3 separate regions of the Anas platyrhynchos genome follow, and all the other regions are linked to region 1. A link is a contact called in public Hi-C data. All regions are on one chromosome and are shown on one strand. The core of a region is the stretch at or near the end of the contact, and the rest is flanking DNA. Distances in the headings are between cores, read along the strand shown. Region 1 has its middle 11 kb from the start of TARBP1. Region 2 has its middle 51 kb from the start of TOMM20. Region 3 has its middle 16 kb from the start of TOMM20.

Region 1 (3,205 bases), core at 617-3,116:
TAGCATCCCTGTAATGAAGCCATTAGGACGCATATCAAGAGGTGTTTGAAGGGGAGGATGTCTTCCAGGCATACAATTGCCTTCATCTATTTCCATCTTTACAACTCATGCCTCCAGGAATAACTGCAGCATTAAAGGAAATAAAAAAAATAATTGGAGCAATAGAAGGAATGGAAAAGTAAGGCATCTTTCCTAATGTCAGGGGCTACCACAAGTCACAAAGGCAGTATGGGTGCTGCTGAGAAGCCAGGCAACCCACCCCTTCCCAAGGACAGAAGAGACTTCAACAGGCACTGAAAGAGTGTTCAGCTGAGTGGTTGCAGGTGAGGAAAGGCCCAGTTTGACAAGAACAAATATATCCGTGATGCAGAGAATACTGTCAAGAACTGTTGGATAAAGAAAGACACTACCCCCCCACGTCCAAGAAAAGAAAAGAGGCAGATGGCTGAGAGCACTGCAGGGATCAGATGTGAGGTGGGAAAGCACCGGTGCTGTCAGCAAGATGTATTAAAGGGGCTCTGAGGGATCAGCGTAAAGGCCCAGAAGCTACAGGCTCCTGGGGATGGAGGCAGAGATCGTGTGGCAGAAGCTGTGATCCATCACGGTCCCATCTTCCTCTGTCCATTAGAAAGAGTCAGGGAACAGATCTAAAGCTGAAGAAAGCCATAATGGTGTTGGGATTGTTTGCAGTACCTTGTATGGGATGTGTGGTGATCTCCCCGGAGCTGGGACTGACCCCAGCAGCCCAGAGCAATACCACCAATTCCTGTTCTCAGAGGCACAGAATCCGTCCGGAGTCTGTTGGGATCTGTAACTTATCTGACAACATTTCTTCCACCGTTTTCATATATGTGTCGCTGACATAGCTCCCAAACAAACATGCAATATGGACAACTGGTATCATCACAGGATGCAGCTATCACGCATGTGAAAGGGCAAAGAATTATCCCACCTTTAAAAAAGAGGCAGATATGTAACACGTTGCTAATGAGGCATGCTACGCCTTAGGAAAAGACAGGTTCTTCTTGCTGACCTGTATCTCGAGTTCAGTACCTCCTGCAAAACACAGAGACACATCCAAACAGAGAAGCTAAATCTTTCAATATTATCTACAAGTGGGAGGTGTCATCAGGACAGTGATGAATAGGAAACCACTTGAGCAGAGAGTGATCATAAACTATTGGCGAGCATTTCAGATTGCTGCCGGAAGCCCCACATCAGCTTCAGCACATGCCTCTGGAGTATTCACGCTACATTTTTAGGTATCCAGAACCAGGGAAAAGGCCATTATGGATATAGCTGCCACTGTACACAGCCCAAAAATACAGCAGCTGAATGTAGGCCTGACAGAAACAATACAAAGACACAGAAAGCCTCAGTCAAGCCAAGCTCACCACTTGAAGGATTTGGAAGAAATCCAGGATTGAATCATGTGCTCACTTACATTTCTCCATCAGAAGGCCAGAAAGCAGGGGGAAATGTATCCTTTTTCAAGAGTATTGGATCTACTGAGACAGGCTGAATGTACAGGGAAACATAATACCCAGACTGTAGGGAATGGATATGTTCTTTGTGAATTGACCAGCTCTTCTCTGGATCTTGGCCTGTCTACAGAGGGCCAGTAACACTCTGTCTTGGTTGAATATGGCAGAGGCTATCCAAGCCTAATGGTCTGATGTGGCCTGTATGGGGCAAGTAGCAAAGAAGCGGTGGAAACGCACTGCCTTCCCCACCGTCCATGGGGAGAATAGGAATGCCTCTTCTCCCCCCAGATCTGGTTACTGTGGGCTGCCGCTCAGGCTGCTGGTCACTGGAAGTGTTTAAAGCCTTGAGTTACTGTGTCAGGCAGAGCATTGCATGCAGTGGGAATACAGATCTATGTGCTTGCAAGCCATCCCCGGATTTACTCACTTGAATCATCACCACAGCACCGCCACCAAATGGCAAAGTCAAATCAGCACTTAGCATTCTTGAAATTTTCCTAATGCCGACGGACATGAAGAAAATACACAGCATATCTCTTCTTGAACAGAGAAACAATCGCACAGAAAGCCCGGCTCGGTCTGCTTACATCTTCTGACGCCTTGAGCACTGGCATCATTAATGTGGCTATCGGTGATGAAAGGAGTCACAGACAAACAGAAGAAGCAAGTGAAAGCCAAAGCCTCCTGTAAGTGATGAAATAAAGACCTCCCAGAACTACCACTGGGAGAAAGCGTTCGTATTCGACCATTTCCTCTGGACATAACATGTTCTGGGAGGCAAACTGTTTTCTTGATATCTTTGCTCCCAAAAGAAATGAAAAATAAAAGGGATATGTTATTTATATAATGAGACAGGTGCTGAGCATGTCCAATGGTACACAACAGGTTGGCACTGCAGCTTTCCCTGCTGCAAAGGGCAGGAGGAGTGACCTACCTGGCCGTCATGGGAGACCTCAGAAGTGCTCTGCATAAATGCATATAAATGTGCACTTCTACATCTCTGAAGGGTGTAGAAGAAGGTGGTGTGCCAACGGCAAGCTCTCCCAGCCTAAGCAAAGGGCATCCACCAGCTATTACCAGTAGGTCTGCAAAAGGTACCGACCAAAATAAGCCCACTTAGAATAGCTCAGACGTCTGCTCCCATGGAAAACTGACAGGACAGCCACTAATCAGAAAAGGGCCTAAGCTCTCATCAGCTTTATTTTCAGCCTGCTGCAATAAAGTAATCTCAGTTGTTTGAGAACTATTTGGAAAATGAGTTTTTATGGGCCTTCTGCTAAGGCCAGGGAGTGCTTGGGGTGCTTGTGGGATGGCGAATTTAGGTGCCAGAACTGCAGATAGGAAGCAGCGTGTCACACCGACACTGCTGCTGTGCCTCCTCTCATACCGTGCTTCTCTGGAGCAAGGCAAGCAGGGGTTCCCCATTGCCTACATATCTGTCTGGGCATTTCTGAAGCCTATTCTGATTACTGAAAGTACCTCCTAAATTGCAGCAACACCCTGTGCTGCTGCTGGTTTTTGTAAGAGTTGATTGGCTTCATGGAAAATTCGGGATGCTGCTGATCTGGATCATCTCTCAGCTGTTTAATATCTATCTTGATATGCCAGAAGCAAGGCACAGAAGTTAGAGAGAGATAATATTTAGAGAATGAAGCAGATAAAAGAAGATGTCAGCCCCCCAACGTACATCTCTTAGGATTACAGCAGACATATTCCTGGCT
Region 2 (3,032 bases), core at 292-2,791, 180 kb before region 1:
GTTGGGCTGACAGAGCAAAGCTTTAGGCTGTCCTCAGAGCGCTGTGAAGTTTTTCAGGCGATGTGGGTGGCACGGAGGTGCACGGGGTGACTCGGAGCCTCCCCGGGGCTGCGCCTGCCGCGCTCGTGGCAGGTACGGTGCTGCTTTAGCAGAGCTTTGCATAATTTCTCGAAGGGAAGGATTTAGCAAGACAGAAAAGAGGAAATGCAAATGACTTCCTTTATTTTTATTTTTCTGGTAGGGTAGCCGCACACTCGCGATGTCTCCATTCACTCCAGCAGCTGCATGTGGCGGGCTCAGTGACCGGAAGGTGCGGTCCAGCTGTGTGTGCGCAGCCGATGCAAAGCCTAGAAAATAATAAACACAGGCTCACCAGAGCAGGGCACGTCCGTTACTGCCCGCCCGCTGTAATTCAGGAACTAACAGATGTCCCCGAGCTTTGTGCCCGGCCTGAAAAGGACACGAGAAGGGAACTGGTTCAGGGCTCATGCACAGCTGCGCAGATCAGATGACTCTGTCAGCTGAACCTGCCCACTAACCGGCCCTGATTTATCATAGCTGGAACCCTGACCTTTATTTGGGCACAAAAATACCGTCTTGGAAAGCTTGCTGCCGTCTCTGTAAAGGATGATCATGTAAAGTAATGATCATAACAATTTGTAGCGTTTCTGTAAGGAAGGGTCCGGTTACAGGTTGCGATGTGCAGCCCTCCACAGCTGCGTGCCTCACGCCAGAGTTCACTGGAAGCGACCACAAAAGACATTTTCCAGGGGCCAGGATCACGGGACCTTTAACATTTCCACTCGCATTTATCCAAGGGGTGACGGGGCATAGCTGCACATGAAGGTCTTGTGCCCACCTTTGCAGGGTGGGGGGCTCGGACCCGTGGCTGCTGTTGGCTGTTTGGTGGCTGGTGTGAAACGAGCTGGCAGCTGCCACCAGGGCCTGTGTCACGAAACCACTGTACGTTGGCAGCCTCAGCCCCCACCGAACAAGCTGGGCTATTTTTCTCATCCTTACTTGGAACATAAAACCTGGGCTTGAGTGCTGCTTTCACGTGGTGTGCTGACCAAATGCCGTCCGAAGATAGCTCTGCAGATCGGCGTGGCCAGGGCTTGACCATATTTCAAAACACAGCTGAAAAGGAGAACTGGAGAACCCCTGTGGATTTCCTTTCCGCCTCATCTACCCTGGCTGGGCAAATGGCGCTGGGGGCCGTTACAGCCACAGCTGAGTTTTGGAGGCGCTCAGCCGGGGCCTTGACGTTCGGTGCAAGAAGGGAGCATGGCTTGGTGGCTAATGCTGAGGAGCAGCAGCTTGGAGATACACGCTGCGTTAACCTACGGGCACCACCTCGCGGATTCCTAACTGTGGGTGTTTTGTGCACACTCTGTGGTGTTTGTTTTTTTTTGTTTGTTTGTTTTTTTTCCCTCCAAAATGCACTGATAAAGGCTGAGAATGAATCCTGAGGGACAGCTCAGTCCAAGGGACCTCAGAAGGCACCTCTGCAGAGCAGACGGGCGTTGTGCAACGCTTATCTGCAGCGATCTGTGACTAGTTCCCCGAAGGCGGGGGTACGAGGTGGTGCGGAGTTCGCAGCAAGGCCCAGCCTGCGGCTGTGGCCCCAAGGGAATTGTAGTTTCCCTGCCAAATATGACTTTGTGCAAGAGCTTTTCCTCAGTCTTTGCAGCAGCGTGCATACCCTCAGATTTCAGTTTCATAGTTTAACTTGAAGAAAGCATCCAAAAAAGCCCCTCAGAAGAGCATGCAGAGTGGCATCCGGCTCCACAGATGACCACAAGGAAGTCAGTAGCTGGGGACGTGGAAGGACAAGAAGGTGCCAAAGTCAAAGGCCATGTAGTTTGTTTGCAGTGAGTCATGATCTTCCACTTTCATGCACACCCCTCATCCGTCTGCACGGTGTCCTACTGTCTGTCTTTGTGGGGTTGTGGGGAATGACCACACACCTCAGCTTCCCTGGACAATCCTCTTCTCCCTTTCTTGTCCTGGTGACTCTGCAATTCGACAGTGCCTGCGGTGTTGTTTCTTTAATGCAGCTGGTTTTTGATGGTTCAAGGATATTTACTTAGGTTCCATGGCCCCACTGAGGAAAAAATGGCTCTTTAGTAAGAAAAGCCTGATGGAAAGGGTGGTTTATGAACGGAACAAAAGTTTGGGAAGAGGGGAAAAGTCAAGTGAGTGCAAACACCAGTCAAAGCCGTTCCCTTGCTCAAAACGAGTATTAAGAAAACTTGCTCAGTGGGTCACGATGAGCTCATTCAGTCCACTAGATTACTGGAAAAATCTTCCACTTTGACAAGTATGCATGTGTCTGTGTTGAGTCAGAACCTGGCAGAGCAGCTTTAGTACACATTTTTGTTATAAAGAAGTCCCCTTTGTCTTTTGTGACCCTAAAAATTTTCTGGCCTGAATATGCTCTGTGTTTCTCTCTCTCTCTTTTTTTTTTTTTTTTTTTTTTTTTTTTTCCACACAGAAAATGTAGGCACAGCAGTGTTGTATTCCATTGGGAATGTGGTATCTGGGGTCTGGGGAGGGAGGGTCTATTTTCCTACCTGCAACACTTTTCTTCACTGTTGTGCATCCTTTTATTTGCTGTCCAGCCAGCTTTTATTTAGTATACAAGTAGTGGTGCATGAAAACATTGCAAGCGCACCCCTGCGCATGCTCACACACAGCAATCGCATTTCCAGAAGTTTGCTGCAAGCATCACAAAAATTTTCTGCTGAACTTCTTGGCATACTTTCAATGCAAAGCTGGCAGCTATCACATGATGAATCCAGCCTACAGTGCGGAGGCCTCGGAGAAAAACAACGAGATCTGTGACACTAAGAAAACACAGTCGCAGACACCACAAAACTACGCTGGGACGGGCACCGTAGTTGTGGGGAGGGGTCATGGTCAAATATGCTATTTCAAGCAAAATCTGAGAGGAGGATGTGTTCTTAGCCACAGGAAGAGCGTTGTCTTAGTCAGAGCAGTTAATCATGCAACATGAGGAGAGATACATACAG
Region 3 (3,026 bases), core at 504-3,003, 210 kb before region 1:
GGAATTTATTGATACTAGGGCAGTATTCTTCCCATTCTTTTTGTCGTAAAATGTGAAGCAGAGAAAACGACTTCTGTGTGGAATCCCTGCCTTCATTTTTGTTGTTTCCAGGATGGTGTTTGTTACAAGACTGCCAAGTCTCAGGGAAGAGAATGATGGGCTGCCCTCAGAAGCTTCCAGCAGACCTGATAGTATCTGTCATCATGCTGTAGATCTTTTCCTAGTCAACGTCTCCTGCCTTGGGCAGCACGTTTTCGATAAAAGCAGGTGTCTCCCTGATTTTAAATAAAAGTTTTTAGAAAATGGATTGCAGTCTCACAACCAGCAGTGGTTCAGGCTCAGGTTCCTTCATGACCTCTCCTTTTCTAAAATTCACTGTTCAAATTCTGCTTCCCCAACTTCTAGTTATGTTCCAGATCTTGCATGCTTATCACAGGGGGTGACAACACAAGCTTTGCTGTTGATTGATTCAGCAGGGACTTTGTAAATACTCTACAAAGCATTCATGGGTCACTGTAGCATCCGTAGTCATCAAAGTATTCCTATAGGTTCTCCCTCGGGGCTTTTGAGGAAGGGCTGCTGTAAGACTGATTTACTGGAGCAGCATGCATTAGATTTGTTTTGGGGAACTTAACTGCATTTTCCTTTCTTGGCAAAGAAAGTTATTTTTGCTACTATCACAGAATATCACCTTCATTAATATGGCTATTTAGGGCATAAACAGAACAGCTGTGCTCCTAGGAAGCCTCACAGGATCCAGGGACCAAAGGCATGGAGCTAATGATTAGCTAGACATACCATTCTTCACGCCGGGGCCAAACGCAATCTCCTGCTAATCACCTTTCATCCCATTTAAGGTGTGATAGTGGTCATGTATTTCCAGTGGGAAGTGCAAGAGCAGAACGCATGTCGCCAAAAGGCAGAGGTCTGTGGGCGGTCTTGGATTCCTGGTGCAAGGCTTCTTCCATTGCCCCCCAAAATGACAGTCTCTCCTGGTGGAGTTCAGGCGCTAGGACTGGTTTTGTTTCCCAGATAAGCAGGGTTCTGCTGTGGCCAGAACTTTCCAGCGTCACACCTCTCAGTGAACATCAGAATTCACGTGGACCAAGCTGCTTTTTCTTTTCAACTTGCCACCTGAAGGTCATACAAAATAATCAATTTGCTGTCCTTTGCTGGGTGTCTTCCAAAAGTAAAGTGCCTTTCTTTTGCTATTTGGGGGACTTGGTATTTTGGCTTTTCTTTTTTTCAGTGTTGAAAGGCTAACATTTGTGTTCTGTTCAGAATAAAAGGGAAATGTGTCAGCAGCGAGGTACTTACTGGAGAGCTAGCGTCAGAGCACGCGGTGCGGAGGTATTTGGTCTGATGCGGTTGGGTATAGGGCATCAGCTCTAGATTCGTGCCCATCACCTTGGGACAAGCCCTTGTCTTGCTGCAGACATCTGTCCGTACAACAGAGAACATGACAAGGCTGCTGTAGCTCTGTGTGTGGCAGCAATGGGCGACGTCAATCTGCAGGCCTCGGTGTAAACACCAGCTTTTCACAGCAAAGCCAAGTTGCTCTTAAACTTCCTTTTGGGGGCATTTTCCCCTTTTCGCCTTGCCTCCCTACACCTACCGGTTACAGACCAAGTGGTTTTGCAGTTGTCGAGCTCGGTTGTAAAACGCTGGAAGGAAACTCAGCCCCGTTTTCACGGAGGTGCCTGCTGCGTGCACAGGCACAGGGAGGTGAGGTTGGGAGCTCGCAGAGCCCCAGGTATTGGGGCTTGCCAGGGGCTGTGCCGCTAGATGGCAATGTGGTACTCTCGGAGCTGGGACTCCCCGTCCCTGTAAAATTCTTGCTTTTTCTGTATTTATCTCTGCCAAACTGATGATTGCACCCACCACCCCGGCAAGAGAACAGAACAAAATCATTTCATAGAACATTACAGCTGTTGTGCCTCTTTCTTTTCTTTCTTTTTGCCTTTTTTCCCCCCCCCTTAGTTCTTTGTCCCACAGCAGGGTGCAGAGGTTTAAAAACCTTCTTTCTTAATCGCTCGCCTTCTAAAAACAGAGAAAACACAGCCTCTTGGGAGCAATTAGCTGTGAGAAAAGCATTTCTCAAACAATTGCCAGGAAATATTGTCTTGACCGATATTCCTGATGTAACACTGTCGTTCTCAGTACTGTTATTCTAAGATACTTGACTGCAAAAACAGCAGGGTACGGATCTGTAATATATGATCTGCAGTTTACCACCTACCTTACCTTTTTTATATCCATTTACTTTCTGTTTGTGTCCTCCCTGCAGCCCCCCCCCCCCCCCTCCCCTGGAGCTATTCTGCTTAGGAGAGTGAAGAATTATTTGTAACTCTCCTCTGCTGACTGGTGTATCAGGCCAAGGCTCTGACAAGACACGGCTGAAAATTAAGGTTATGCCTCTGCTGTGCAGGCTCCAGATTGAAATTCTGTGGCAGTGCACTGTGGAGGAGGTCAGGCTGCATCATTACAGCGATCCCTCTTGGACTCAGAACCTGGCAGCCTCGCTGTACGTGAGGTTGGTGAAGCCTGAATTTGAGTGGGAGCAGCTTGTGAGCAGGTATACGTGAAGCAGGCGGCAGCTGTACGCTGAAACCAGGGTCCTGAGCCTGGAAGCCCTCTCCCCATTGTTGTATTCATGGCAGATGGGCTGGGCTGCAGGGTGCAGAGAGGTCTGAGGAGCAGTGGTGAACTTCCAGCACTGAAAGCCCAAATCAGCAGCAGCTAGGAACCACTGCTAGCTAGGTAGATACGCATACACCCATGGCCTTTCACATGCACAGCCATACTTGTTTGTATTGCAAGGCTCAAATTTTGTCCCTCTTTACGTAAATTCATGGAGATTTGAGAAACGAGCCTCACTCTGTGGGACAGGGTGTGAACTGAAGCACCTTCTGGAAGACAGACAGCAGTGTAATCCTTTCATTCAACCCTGTCTGCAGCTGCTTTTTATAAACTTGGCATAAATACGTACTCAGTGAGGCCAGGCCTGTGTAGCTGGAAAATATTTT

Evidence for each region. Hi-C and Micro-C count contacts between places; a contact is called where the count stands out from the background.
Region 2: a contact with region 1 is called in a Hi-C map of subcutaneous adipose tissue, with 1.9 times the contacts expected there. The contact joins two enhancer-like sites. A contact is called at or near these places in 2 of 8 Hi-C or Micro-C datasets (skeletal muscle and subcutaneous adipose tissue).
Region 3: a contact with region 1 is called in a Hi-C map of subcutaneous adipose tissue, with 3 times the contacts expected there. The contact joins two enhancer-like sites. A contact is called at or near these places in 7 of 8 Hi-C or Micro-C datasets (F1 follicle, F5 follicle, liver and 3 more).

What each region holds. Positions count from the first base shown.
Region 1 is chr3:26,735,957-26,739,161 of IASCAAS_PekinDuck_T2T, reverse strand. No RefSeq gene overlaps it. Among named protein-coding and RNA genes, the nearest start is that of TARBP1, 11 kb to the right of the region's middle. Within about 2 kb of position 1,866, at least 4 of the 8 cell types and tissues checked have an H3K27ac peak or open chromatin away from gene starts, as enhancers often do. A contact at or near this core is called in F1 follicle and subcutaneous adipose tissue, where this site is marked.
Region 2 is chr3:26,910,885-26,913,916 of IASCAAS_PekinDuck_T2T, reverse strand. No RefSeq gene overlaps it. Among named protein-coding and RNA genes, the nearest start is that of TOMM20, 51 kb to the left of the region's middle. Within about 2 kb of position 1,541, at least 6 of the 8 cell types and tissues checked have an H3K27ac peak or open chromatin away from gene starts, as enhancers often do. A contact at or near this core is called in subcutaneous adipose tissue, where this site is marked.
Region 3 is chr3:26,946,273-26,949,298 of IASCAAS_PekinDuck_T2T, reverse strand. No RefSeq gene overlaps it. Among named protein-coding and RNA genes, the nearest start is that of TOMM20, 16 kb to the left of the region's middle. Within about 2 kb of position 1,753, at least 4 of the 8 cell types and tissues checked have an H3K27ac peak or open chromatin away from gene starts, as enhancers often do. A contact at or near this core is called in F1 follicle and subcutaneous adipose tissue, where this site is marked.